2 separate regions of the Mustela erminea genome follow, and region 1 is linked to region 2. Evidence: chromatin contacts called from public Hi-C data. All regions are on one chromosome and are shown on one strand. Each heading gives the region's core, a stretch centred on a gene start, on an enhancer-like site or on the middle of the called end of the contact. The rest is flanking DNA. Distances are from core to core; before and after follow the strand shown. Region 1 has its middle 800 kb from the start of JMJD4. Region 2 has its middle 230 kb from the start of JMJD4.

Region 1 (5,373 bases), core at 707-3,206, 570 kb after region 2:
AGATAGGCTGTATATAATTGTGTTACAGTCGAGGGGCATGCAGAAGATAATCATTTGGGGTTTCTCGGTAGCCCCCTAGGGCAAAGTTTTTCTTCTGGAGGGCAGGCAGAGTGCTGCATTGTAGCTCCAGAATTTCCAAATTTGAGGGCTTTGGGGCCAGGAGTATAAGGACGGAAGTCTGAGAACACAAGCTAGGCTTAGGTTTCGGTGAGAGGGCACAGCAGGCACACACTGCAGAGCTGAATCTAAGGACGGAAGTCTGAGAACACAAGCTAGGCTTAGGTTTCGGTGAGAGGGCACAGCAGGCACACACTGCAGAGCTGAATCGAGATTTCTTGCATCTGAAGTAAGGGTGAGGATCAGATGTTGGTTCAGGTTGGAGTTTCTGTCCATGATAGCCCCTTCATGAAAGGGGGTCATTATGAGGTCATGGGGGTTTTCCCATGATGGGAGTAGTAAGATGATCCAAACCACAAGGATTTTATGTGGGTCAACTGAAACCTGTTGGATGGCTCCAGGACGTCCCATACAGAACAACGCCAGAGAAGGATTTTAAGGATGGATGCCTGGGCAGCCCACCCCTCATTCCAATTGTCTCCTAGCAACAGGACACGTTTGATCTGCTGGCTTTGGCATAGCAACCAATGGGCCTGAGTTGAAATGGACTCTCCTGAGGATAGGTCATAATGTGAGTTTGTGTCCATTGAGACCTTGGAATGGGGCAGTGGCCCCGGGGCCCTGAAGGATTCTCCTAACCGTAGGTTGTGACACAGCTCCAATGAGAAAGTTTCCCATAGGGAAATGAGATTTGTTCTCATTGGTGCTTCAGTAACTCCCCATATGCTGGTATTGGAAACCAGAACTCTGAGGAGAGATGCCTGGAAACCAAAGCAATGAAACTTATTAGGGCCTAGGGGCTAGCGGCCTGTCTGGTTTAATCTTCTTTTCTGGGGACATCTGTCTACGGGTCTTAGGGGAGGTAGTTCCTCAGCTGGTGTCAGATAACCCCTGTTCGTCCAGGGCGGTCTACACTATTGGGATGGCCTCAGTGAATTGGGAGGTTTCTCCTAATTTGCAAGTTTGTGGCCAATGAAATGGGCAGAATTCCTTTGGGGAGGGAAGGCACAGTCCTGAGGTGTGGCTCCAGGGGCCCAAGTGTGGAGGGTGTGTGGGCCAGAGCTGTGGGGACAACAGTCTGAAAACAGAAACTCAGCTTAGTTTTCAGGATGTAGGTATGGGAGGCCCGATCTGCAGACCTTGAGAACTCTTCATGATACGAACAAAGGGTGAGCGTGAGGCACTTGCTCAGGATTTTGTCTCTGGATTTTGTGTCACCGATGGTCGTGGAATGTCAGCGTGGCCTCCTGGGCCTTGGACGATTCTCCCTTTCTGGGGATTTGGCCCAATGCCAAGATTTTGGGGTCATTCTGTGAAAGGAGAGCAGTCCATTCTGTTCTTTTACCTCAGGTGTGCCACTAAAAGAGGGATTCCAGAGCAGAGCCCTGGGGAGAGGCGACTGGACCACCTGAACTCTGGGTAAGATTGGGGGCCTAAGACTTGGCAAGCCCCATATGGGGGTTCTTGGTCTAGCCACTGAGAGGCCTTACTTGAGGACAGAGCTCACACTGAGGGTCACAATGCATGTTTTTGCCCAAAGCAGCCCTCAAGCATGGGCGGGGATTCAAGGGCCACACTGGTATCTCCTACACTGAATGTTGGACAACATGCCAGCCACAAAGTTTCTTGACATTGGGAAGTAGGAGTTCTGATTTCTGGAATACGTTCACCCCTGGGCAATGATTGGAGATAAGTTCTAGGTTCTAAAGCCTGAAAACCGAGGTTGGGAAGAGATGATGACCTAAGGCCATGGCAGATCCGATGTGTTCAGTGTGTGGTCAGCTGTCTGGGTGTTGGTCAGGAGGTCCGGGCTCAGGCTGTGTCAAACAGGGCATTAGTGCCCAGGTTCGACTATATAATTTGGGTACAGTCGAGTGCCGTGTAGGTTTATCCTCATTTAAGGTGTCAGAGAAGCTCATTAGGGCAACATTTTTCTTCTGGAGGGTAGGCAGAGTTCTGCACTGTGGGTCCGGAATTGCCAAACTTGAGGGATTGGGGGCCAGGAGTGTGAGGATGGAAATCTGAGAACAGAAGCTATGCTTAGGTTTCAGGGCGAGGGCAAGGCAGGCACACTCTGCATAGCTGAATTGAGATCTCGTGCATCTAGAGTCAGGGCGAGGATCAGACGTAGGCTCAGGTTGGAGTTTCTGTCCATGATGGCCCCTTCATGAAGTGGGGTTGGGCATCACAAAGCCATCAAGATTTTCCCACGTCGGGAGTTCTGAGATGCTCCAAAATGCAGGGATTCCTTCTTCAGGACATTTGAGACCTGTTGGATGGCTCCAAGACGTCCCATATGGAAGAAGGCCAGAGCAGGATCCCAAGGATGGATGCCTGGACAGCCGGCCTAGCAATCCAATTGTCTCCTAGCGATAAGACTGGTTTGATCTTCTGGCTCTGGGGGAGCAACTGAGGGGGCTGAGTTGAAATCTACTCTCCTGCAGATGGGTCCTAATGTCAGTTTGTGTCCATGAAGACCTTGGAATGGGGTGCTGGCACCGGGGCCCTGAAGGATTCTCCTAACCGGAGGTTATGAGACAGCTACAAAGAGCAATTTTCCTATGTGCAGATGAGATTTGTTCTGATTAGTGCCTCAGGAAACCCCCGTATGCTGGTATTAGAAAGCAGGCTTCTGAGGAGAAATACCTGGAAACCAAAGCAATGGATCTGATTAGGGCATGGGGCCTGTCAGGTTCAATCTTCTCTGGCGACATCTGTCTATGGTATGAAAGGAGGTAGTTGCTCGGCTTTTGTTAGACCGCCCCTGTTTGTCCGGGAGGCCTACACTATTGGGATGTCTTTGGGGACTTTGGAGGTTTCTCCAAATTTGTATGATTGTGGACAATGGAATGGGCAGAATTCCATGGAGTGGGCAGGCACAGTCCTGATGTGTGGCTCCAGTGGCCCCAACCTGGAGGGTATGTGGGCCTGGAATGTGGGTACAGATGTCTGAAAACACAATCTCAACTTAGGTTTGGGGACGTAGGTATGGCAGGTCCGATCTACAGATCGTGAGGAGAACTCTTTGGGATATGAAGAAAGGGCGAGTGTGAGGCACTTGCTCAGGCTTCTTCTCTGGATTTTGTGTAATGATGGCAGTGGAATGTCGCGGAGGCCTCATGGGCCATGGACGAATCTTCCTCTCTGTGGATTTGGCCTGATACCAAGAGTTTTGGGTCAATATGTGGGATTGGAGGAGTGCTTGCTGTTTTGTTACCTCAGGTGTCCCAACAAAAGAGGGATTCCAGAGCCGAGCCTGGGGAGGGGCAACTGGACAACCCGAACTCTGGTTAAAAATTGGTGCCTAGCGGCATAGCAAGCCCAATATGCCGTCTCTTGGTCCATCCATTGAGAGGCCTTACTTGAGGCAGTGCTCATGCTGAAGGGCACAATGCGTGTTTGTGACCAACACGGCCCTCAAGCATGGGCGGCATGTGGCCTCATGGGCCACACTGGTTTCAACTACACTGAACGTTGGACAACATGCCAACCACAAGGTTTCTTGCCATGGGGAAGGAATTATGATTTCTGCATCATGTTCAACCCTGGGCAGTGATTGGAGATAAGGTCTAGGTTCTGAAGCCTGAAAACCGAGTTTGGGAAGAGATGACAACCTAGGGCCATGGGGGGTCCGATGTGCTCAGTGTGCGGCCAGCTGGGTAAGTGTGGGTCGGGAAGTCTCATGCATTTGATGTCAGGGTGAGGATCAGAAGATCACTCAGTTTGGAGTTTCTGTCCCTGATGGCCCCTTCATGAAGGGGGGGAACGTGAGGCCATGGAGGTTTTCCAACGATTGTAGTTGTGAGATGCCCCAAACCATAAAGATTCTTCTGCGGGACCATTAAGACCAGTTGGTGGGCTCCAGGAGGTCCCAGACAGAATGATTCTGAGCAGGTTTCTAAGGATGGATGGCTGGGCAGCTTGCCTCTCATTATAATTGTCTCCTAGAGACAAGACAAGTTCGATCTGCTGGGTCTGGGGGAGCAATCGAGGGGGCTGAGTTGAAATGGGCTCTCCTGCGGATGGGTCCTAATGTCGGTTTATGTCCATGGAGACCTTGGAATGAGGCAGTGGCACCAGGGCCCTGAAGGGTTCTCCTAACCAGAGGCTTTGACACAGCTCCAGTGGGAACGTTTCCCAGGTGGAGACGAGATTTGTTCTGATGGTGCCTCAAGAAACAGCCATATGCTGGTATTGGAATCCAGGCCTCTGAGGAGAGACACCTCGAAACCAAAGCAATGGATCTGATAGGGCCTAGGGGCCTGTTCGTTCCAATTTTCTTCTCTGGGGATATCTGTCTATGGGTCTGAGTGCAGGTAGGTAGGTGCTCAGATGGGCTCAGATTGCCCCTGTTTGTCCCGGGCGACCTACACTATTTGGATGGCCTCGGGGACTTTGGAGGTTTATCCTATTTGTAGGGTTGTGGCCAATGGAATGGGCAGAATTCCCTTGGAGAGGGCAGGTACAGTCCTCAGGTTTGGCTCCAGGGGCCTGAGCCTGTAGGATGTGTGGGGTGGGGCTGTGGGGACATTTGTCTGAAAACACAAACTCGGCTTAGGTTTCGGGTCGTAGGTATGGCAGGACTGATCTACAGACCGTGAGGAGTACTCTTCGGGATATCAACAAAGGGCAAGTGTGAGAAACTTGCTCAGGCTTTTGTCTCTGGATATTGTGTCACCTTGGAATGTCGGGTGTCCTCATGGGCAATGGACGAGTCTCCCTCTCTGGGGATTTGGCCTGAACCCAAGAATTTGGGGACATTCTGTGTGATGGGAGGAGTCTTTTTTTTTTTTTTAAACCTCAGGTGTCCCACTAAAAGAGGGATTCCAGAACAGAGCCCTGTGGAGTGAGGAATGGGCAAACCGACCTCTCATTAAAAATGGGGGCTAGGGGCATGGTAGCCCCATATATGGGCTCTTGGTCCAGTCACTCTCAGGCTCTACTTGAGGACAGGACACATGCTGAGGGTCACAATGCGTTTTGTGCCCAATGCAGCCCTCAAGCATGGGCGGGGCCTCATGGGCCACACTGGTGTCTCCTACACTGAACGTTGGACAACATGCCAACCACAAGATTTCTTGCCATGGGGAATGAGAGTTCTGATTTCTGCATCATGTTCACCCCTGGGCAGTGATTGGAGATAAAGTCTAGGTTCTGAAGCCTGAGAAACGAGGTTGGAAGTGATGACGACTTAAGGCCATGGCGGGTCTGATGTGCTCAGTGTGCAGCCAGCTGTCTGGATGTCAGTCGGGAGGT
Region 2 (5,860 bases), core at 2,481-4,980:
ATGGAGCGGTGGCACTGGGGCCTTGAACAATTCTCCTAACTGGAGGTTTTGAGACAGCTCCAAAGAGCAAGTTTCCTATGTGGAGACGAGATTTGTTCTGCTTGGTGTCTCAGGAAACCCCCACATACTGGTATTGGAATCCAGGCTTCTGAGGAGAGATACTTGGAAACCAAAGCAATGGATCTGATTAGGGCCTAGGGTCCGGTTTGGTTCAATCTCCTTCTCTGGCGACATCTGTCTATGGTATGAGTGGAGGTAATTGCTCAGCTGGTGTCAGACCACCCCTGTTTGTACTGGCAGCCTACACTATTGGGAAGGCCTCGGGGACTTTGGAGGTTTCTCCTAATTTGTACGGTTATGGAAAATGGAATGGGCAGAATTCCCATGGAGTGGGCAGGCACAGTCCTGATGTGTGGCTCCAGGGGCCCCAGCCTGGAGGTTGTGTGGGCCAGGACTGTGGGGACAGAAGTCTAAAAACACAAACTCAGCTTAGGTTTGGGAACACAGGTATGGCAGGCCCGATCTACAGACCTTGTGAGAACTCTTTCGGTTATGAAGAAAGGACGAGGTTGAGGTGCTGGCTCGAGCTTTTGTCTCTGGATTTTGTATCACCGATGTCCGTGGAATGTCGGGGAGTCCTCATGGGCCATGGGCTAGTCTTCCTCTCTGTGGATTTGTACCAATCCCAAGAGTTTGGGTTCAATCTGTGGGATGGGAGGAATCCTTTCTGTTTTGTTACCTCAGGTTTCCCACCAAAAGAGGGATTCCAGAGCAGAGCCCTATCTAGGGGTGACTGGAAAACCAGAAATCTGGTTAAACATTGGGACCTAGGGGCATGGCAAGCCCATTATGACGTCTAATGGTCCAGCCACTGAGAGGACTTACTAGAGAACAGGACTCACGCTGAGGGTCACCATGCATGTTTATGCCCTTGCAGGACTCAAGCATGGGTGGAGCCTCATGGTGAACCCTGGTTTCTCCTACACTGAACGTTGGACAACATGCCAACCACAAGGTTTCTTGCCATGGGGAGGGAGGAGTTCTGACTTCTGCATCACGTTCTCCCCTAGGCAGGGTTTGCAGCTAAGGTCTAAGTTCTGAAGCCTGACAAGTGAGGTTGAGATGACGACCTAAGGCCATAGCGGGTCTGATGTGCTCAGTGTGTGGTCAGCTGTCTGGGTTTTGGTCAGGAGGTCCGAGCTCAGGCTGTGTAATTAGTGCCCAGGGTAGACTATATAATAGGGTACAGTCAGGTGCCGTGTAGGTTTATCCTAATTTGGGTTGTCTAGGAAGCTCCATACATCAACATTTTTCTTCTGGAGGGCAGACAGAGTGCTGCATTGTGGGTCCTGAATTGCCAAACATGAGGGATTTGGGGCCGGGAGAGTGAGGACGGAAGACTGAGAACACAAGCTAGACTTAAGTTTCAGGGCGAGGGCAAATCAGGCACACTCTGCAGAGCTGAATTGGGATCTCGTGCATCTGAAGTCATGGTGAGGATCAGACGTTGGCTCAGTTTGGAGTTCCTGTCCAAGATGGCCCCTACATAAAGGGGGGGGGCATCACAAGCCATCGAAGTTTTCCCTCTTTGGGAGTTGTGAGATGATACAAAAGGCAGGGATTCCTTCGGTAGGACATTTGAGACCTGTTGATGGCTCCAGGACGTCCCATACGGAATGACACCAGAGCAGAGTTCTAAGGATGGATCCCTGAGCAGGCCGCCTTGCATTATAATTGTCTCCTAAAGACAAGCCAGGTTCAATCAGCTGGCTCTGGGGAAGCAACCGAGGGGGCTGAATTGAAATGGAATCTCCTGTGGATGGGTCCTTATGTGGGTTTGTGTCCGTGAAGACCTTGGAATGTGCCGGTGGTACTGGGGCCCTGAGGTATTCTCCTAACTGGAGGTTTTGAGACATGTCCAAAGAGCAAGTTTCCCATGTGGAGACGAGATTTGTTCTGATTGGTGCCTCAGGAATCCCCCTTATGCTGGTATTGGAAACCAGGACTCTGAGGAGAGATACCTGGAAACCAAAGCAATGGTTCCAATTAGGGCATAGGGGCCTGTCCAGTTCAATGCTCTCTGGAAACATCTGTATGGTATGAGTGGAGGTAATTGCTCAGCTGGTGACAGACTGCCCATGTTTGTCCGGGCAGCCTACACTATTGGGATGGTCTTGGGGACTTTGGAGGTTTCTCCTAATTTGTAGGATTGTAGACTATGTAATGAGCAGGATTCCCATGGAGTGGGCAGGCACAGTCTTGATGTGTGGCTCTAGGGACCCCAGCATGGAGGCTGTGTGGTCACGGACTGTGGGGACAGAAGTCTAAAAACACAAACTCAGCTTAGGTTTGGGGATGTAGGTATGGCAGGCCCGATCTATAGAACATGGGGAACTCTTCAGTTTATGAAAAAAGGGCGAGTGTGAGGCGCTTGCTCAGGCTTTTGTCTCTGGATTTTGTGTCACCGATGGATGTGGAATGTCGGGGAGGCCTCATGGGCCATGGGCGAGTATTCGTCTCTGTGGATTTGGTCTGATCCCAAGAGTTTTGGGACAATCTGTAAGATGGGAGGAGTCCTTTCTGTTTTGTTACCTCAGGTGTCCCTCCAAAAGAGGGATTCCAGAGCAGAGTCCTGGGGAAGGGCAACTGGACAAACAGAAATATGGTTAAAAATTGGGACCTAGGGGCATGGCAAGCCCATTATGATGTCTAATGGTCCAACCACTGAGAGGACTTACTAGAGGACAGGACTCATGCTGAGAGTCACCATGTGTGTTTATGTCCTCGCAGCACTCAAGCATGGGCGGGGCATCATGATGTGCGTTCGTTTCTCGTACACTGAACGTTGGACAACATTCCAACCACAAGGTTTTTTGCCATGGGAAAGGAGGAGTTCTGATTTCTGCATCACATTCACCCCTTGGCTGGGTTTGGAGTTAAGGTCTAAGTTCTGAAGCCTGAAAAGCTAGGTTGGGAAGAGATGAAGTGCTAAGGCCATGGCGGGTCTGATGTGCTCAGTGTGCAGTCAGCTGTCTGAGTATTGGTCAGGAGGTCCGGGCTCTGGTTGTGACAGACAGTGCATTAGTGCCCAGGTTAGATTATATAATTTGGGTACAGTCGAGTGCCATGTAGTTCCATCCTCATTTGGGGTGTTTGGGAAGCTCCCTAGGGCAACATGTTTCTTCTGGTTGGCAGGCAGAGTGCTGCACTGTGGGTCCGGAGTTGCCAAACTTGAGGGCTTGGGATACACGAGTGTGAGGACAGAAGTCTGAGAACACGAGCTAGACTTAGGTTTCAGGGCGAAGGCACGGCAAGCACACCCCGCAGAGCTGAATCGAGATCTCGTGCATCTCGAGTCAGAGCAATGAACAAACGTAGGCTCAGGTTTTTGTGTCTCTCCATGATGGTCCCTTCATAAAGTGAGGGGGAGGCATCACAAAGCTATCGAGGTTTTCCCACGTTGGGAGTTGTGAGATGCTCCAACATGCAATGATTTCTTATGCAGGACATTGGAGACCTGTTGGATGGCACCAGGATGTCCCATACATAATGACGCCAGAGCAGGGTTCTAAAGATGGATGCTTAGACAGCCTGCCTCCCATTCCAATTGTCTCCTAGCGACAGGACAGGTTCCATCTGCTGGCTCTGGGGGAGCAACCGAGGCGGCTGAGTTGAAATGGAATCTCCTGCGGATGGGTCCTAATGTGGGTTTGTGTCCATGGAGACCTTGGAATGGGGCGGTGGCACTGGGGCCCTGAAGGGTTTTCCTAACCAGAGGTTTTGAGACAGCTACAAAGAGCTCGTTTCCCAACTGGAGATGAGATTTGTTCTGATTGGTGCCTCAGGAAACCCCCATATGCTGGTATTGGAAACCAGGCCTCTGAGGAGAGATACCTGGAAACCAAAGCAATAGATCCGATTAAGGCCTAGGGGCCTGTCCGTATCAATCTCCTTCTCTGGTGAAATCTTTCTATGGTATGAGTGGAGGTAGTTGCTCACTTGGTGTCAGACCGCCCCTGTTTGTCCGGGCAGCCTACGTTATTGAGATGGCCCTGGGACTTTGGAGGTTTCTCCTAATTTGTAGGATTGTGGACAATGGAAAGGGCAGAATTCCTGTGGAGTGGGCAGGCACAATCCTGAAGTGTGATTCCAGGCGCCCCATTCTGTAGGTTGTGTGGGCCCGGACTATGGGGAGAGAAGTCTGAAAACACAAACTCAGCTTAGGTTTTGGGATGGAGTTATGGCAGGCCCGATCTACAGAACGTGGGGAGAACTCTTCCAGATATGAAGAAAGGGCGAGTTTGAGGTGCTTGCTAAGACTTTTGTCTCCAGATTTTGTGTCACCGATGGCCGCAGAATGTTGGGGAGGCCTCACGGGCCATGGGTGAATCTTCCTCTCTATGGATTTGGCCTATCTCAAGAACTTTGGTTCTATCTGTGGGATGGGAGGAGTCCTTTCTGTTTTATTACCTCAGCTGTCCCACCAAAAGAGGTATTCCAGAGCAGAGCCCTGGGGAGGGGCAACTGGACAACCAGAAATATGGTTAAAAATTGCGAGCTAGGGGCATGGCAAGCCCATTATGACATCTAATGGTCCATCCACCGAGAGGACTTACTAGAAGACAGGACTCAGGCTGAGGGTCACCATGGGTGTTTATTCCCTCGCAGAATTCAAGCTTTGGTGGGGCCTCATGGTGAATGCAGGTTTTCCTACACTGAACGTTGGACAACATGGCAACCACAAGGTTTCTTGCCATGGGGAAGGAGGAGTTCTGATTACTTCATCACGTTCTCCTTTGGGCATGGTTTGGAATTAATGTTTACGTTCTGAAGCCTGAAAACCGAGGTTGGGAAGAGATGAGTGCGGTCAGCTCTGGGTGGTATTCAGGACATCTGGGCTCAGGTTGCATCAGACAGTGCATTAGTACCCAGGTTAGACTATATAATTTGGGTACAGTTGAGTGTCATTTAGTTTTATCATCAATTGTGGTGTCTGGGAAGCTCCATAGGGCACCATTTTTCTTCTGGAGGGCAGACAGAGTGCTGCATTGTGAGTCCGGAGTTGCCAAACTTGAGGGCTTGGGGGAAACTAGTATAAGGACAGAAGTCTGAGAACACAAACTAGACATAGGTTTCAGGGCAAGGATCAGAAGTAGGCTCAGGTTGGAGTTTCTCTCCATGATGGCCCCTTCATGAAGGGGGGAAGGACATCAAAAAGCCATCAAGATTTTCCCACGTTGGGAGTTGTGAGATGCTCCAAAACGCCGGGATTCCTTCTGCAGGACATTTGAGACCTGTTGGACGGCTCCAGGACGTCCCATATGGAACGACGCCAGAGCAGGGTTCTAAGGATGGATGCCTGAACAGCCTGCTTCACATTCCAATTGTCTCCTAACGACAAGACAGGTTCAATCTATTAGCTTGGAGGAGCAACCGAGGGGCCTGAGTTGAAATGGAAACTCCTGCTGTTGGGTCCTAATGTGGGTTTGTGTCCATGGAGATCTTGGAATGAGGTGGTGGCACTGGGGCCCTGAAGGATTCTCCTAACCGGAGGTTTTGAGACAGCTCCAAAGAGCAAGTTTCCCATTTGGAGATGAGATTTGTTCTGATTGGTGCCTCAGGAATACCCCATATGCTGGTATTGGAAACCACGTCTCTGAGGAGAGATACCTAGAAACCAAAGCAATGGATCCGATTAAGGCCTAGGGGCCTGTCTGGTTCAATCTCCTTCTCTGGCGACATCTGTCTAGGGTGTGAGTTGAGGTAGTTGCTCAGCTGGTGTCAGACCGCCCCTGTTTGTCCGGGCCGTCTAAACTATTGGGATGGCCTCGGGGACTTTGGAGGTTTCTCCTAATTTGTA

The links. A called contact is a pair of places that touch in the nucleus more often than the background predicts.
Region 1: a contact with region 2 is called in a Hi-C map of fibroblasts, with 3 times the contacts expected there. The contact joins two enhancer-like sites. A contact is called at or near these places in 2 of 3 Hi-C or Micro-C datasets (fibroblasts and spleen).

What each region holds. Positions count from the first base shown.
Region 1 is chr3:4,926,800-4,932,172 of mMusErm1.Pri, forward strand. No RefSeq gene overlaps it. Among named protein-coding and RNA genes, the nearest start is that of JMJD4, 800 kb to the left of the region's middle. Within about 2 kb of position 1,957, the one cell type or tissue checked has open chromatin away from gene starts, as enhancers often do. A contact at or near this core is called in fibroblasts, where this site is marked.
Region 2 is chr3:4,356,606-4,362,465 of mMusErm1.Pri, forward strand. No RefSeq gene overlaps it. Among named protein-coding and RNA genes, the nearest start is that of JMJD4, 230 kb to the left of the region's middle. Within about 2 kb of position 3,731, the one cell type or tissue checked has open chromatin away from gene starts, as enhancers often do. A contact at or near this core is called in fibroblasts, where this site is marked.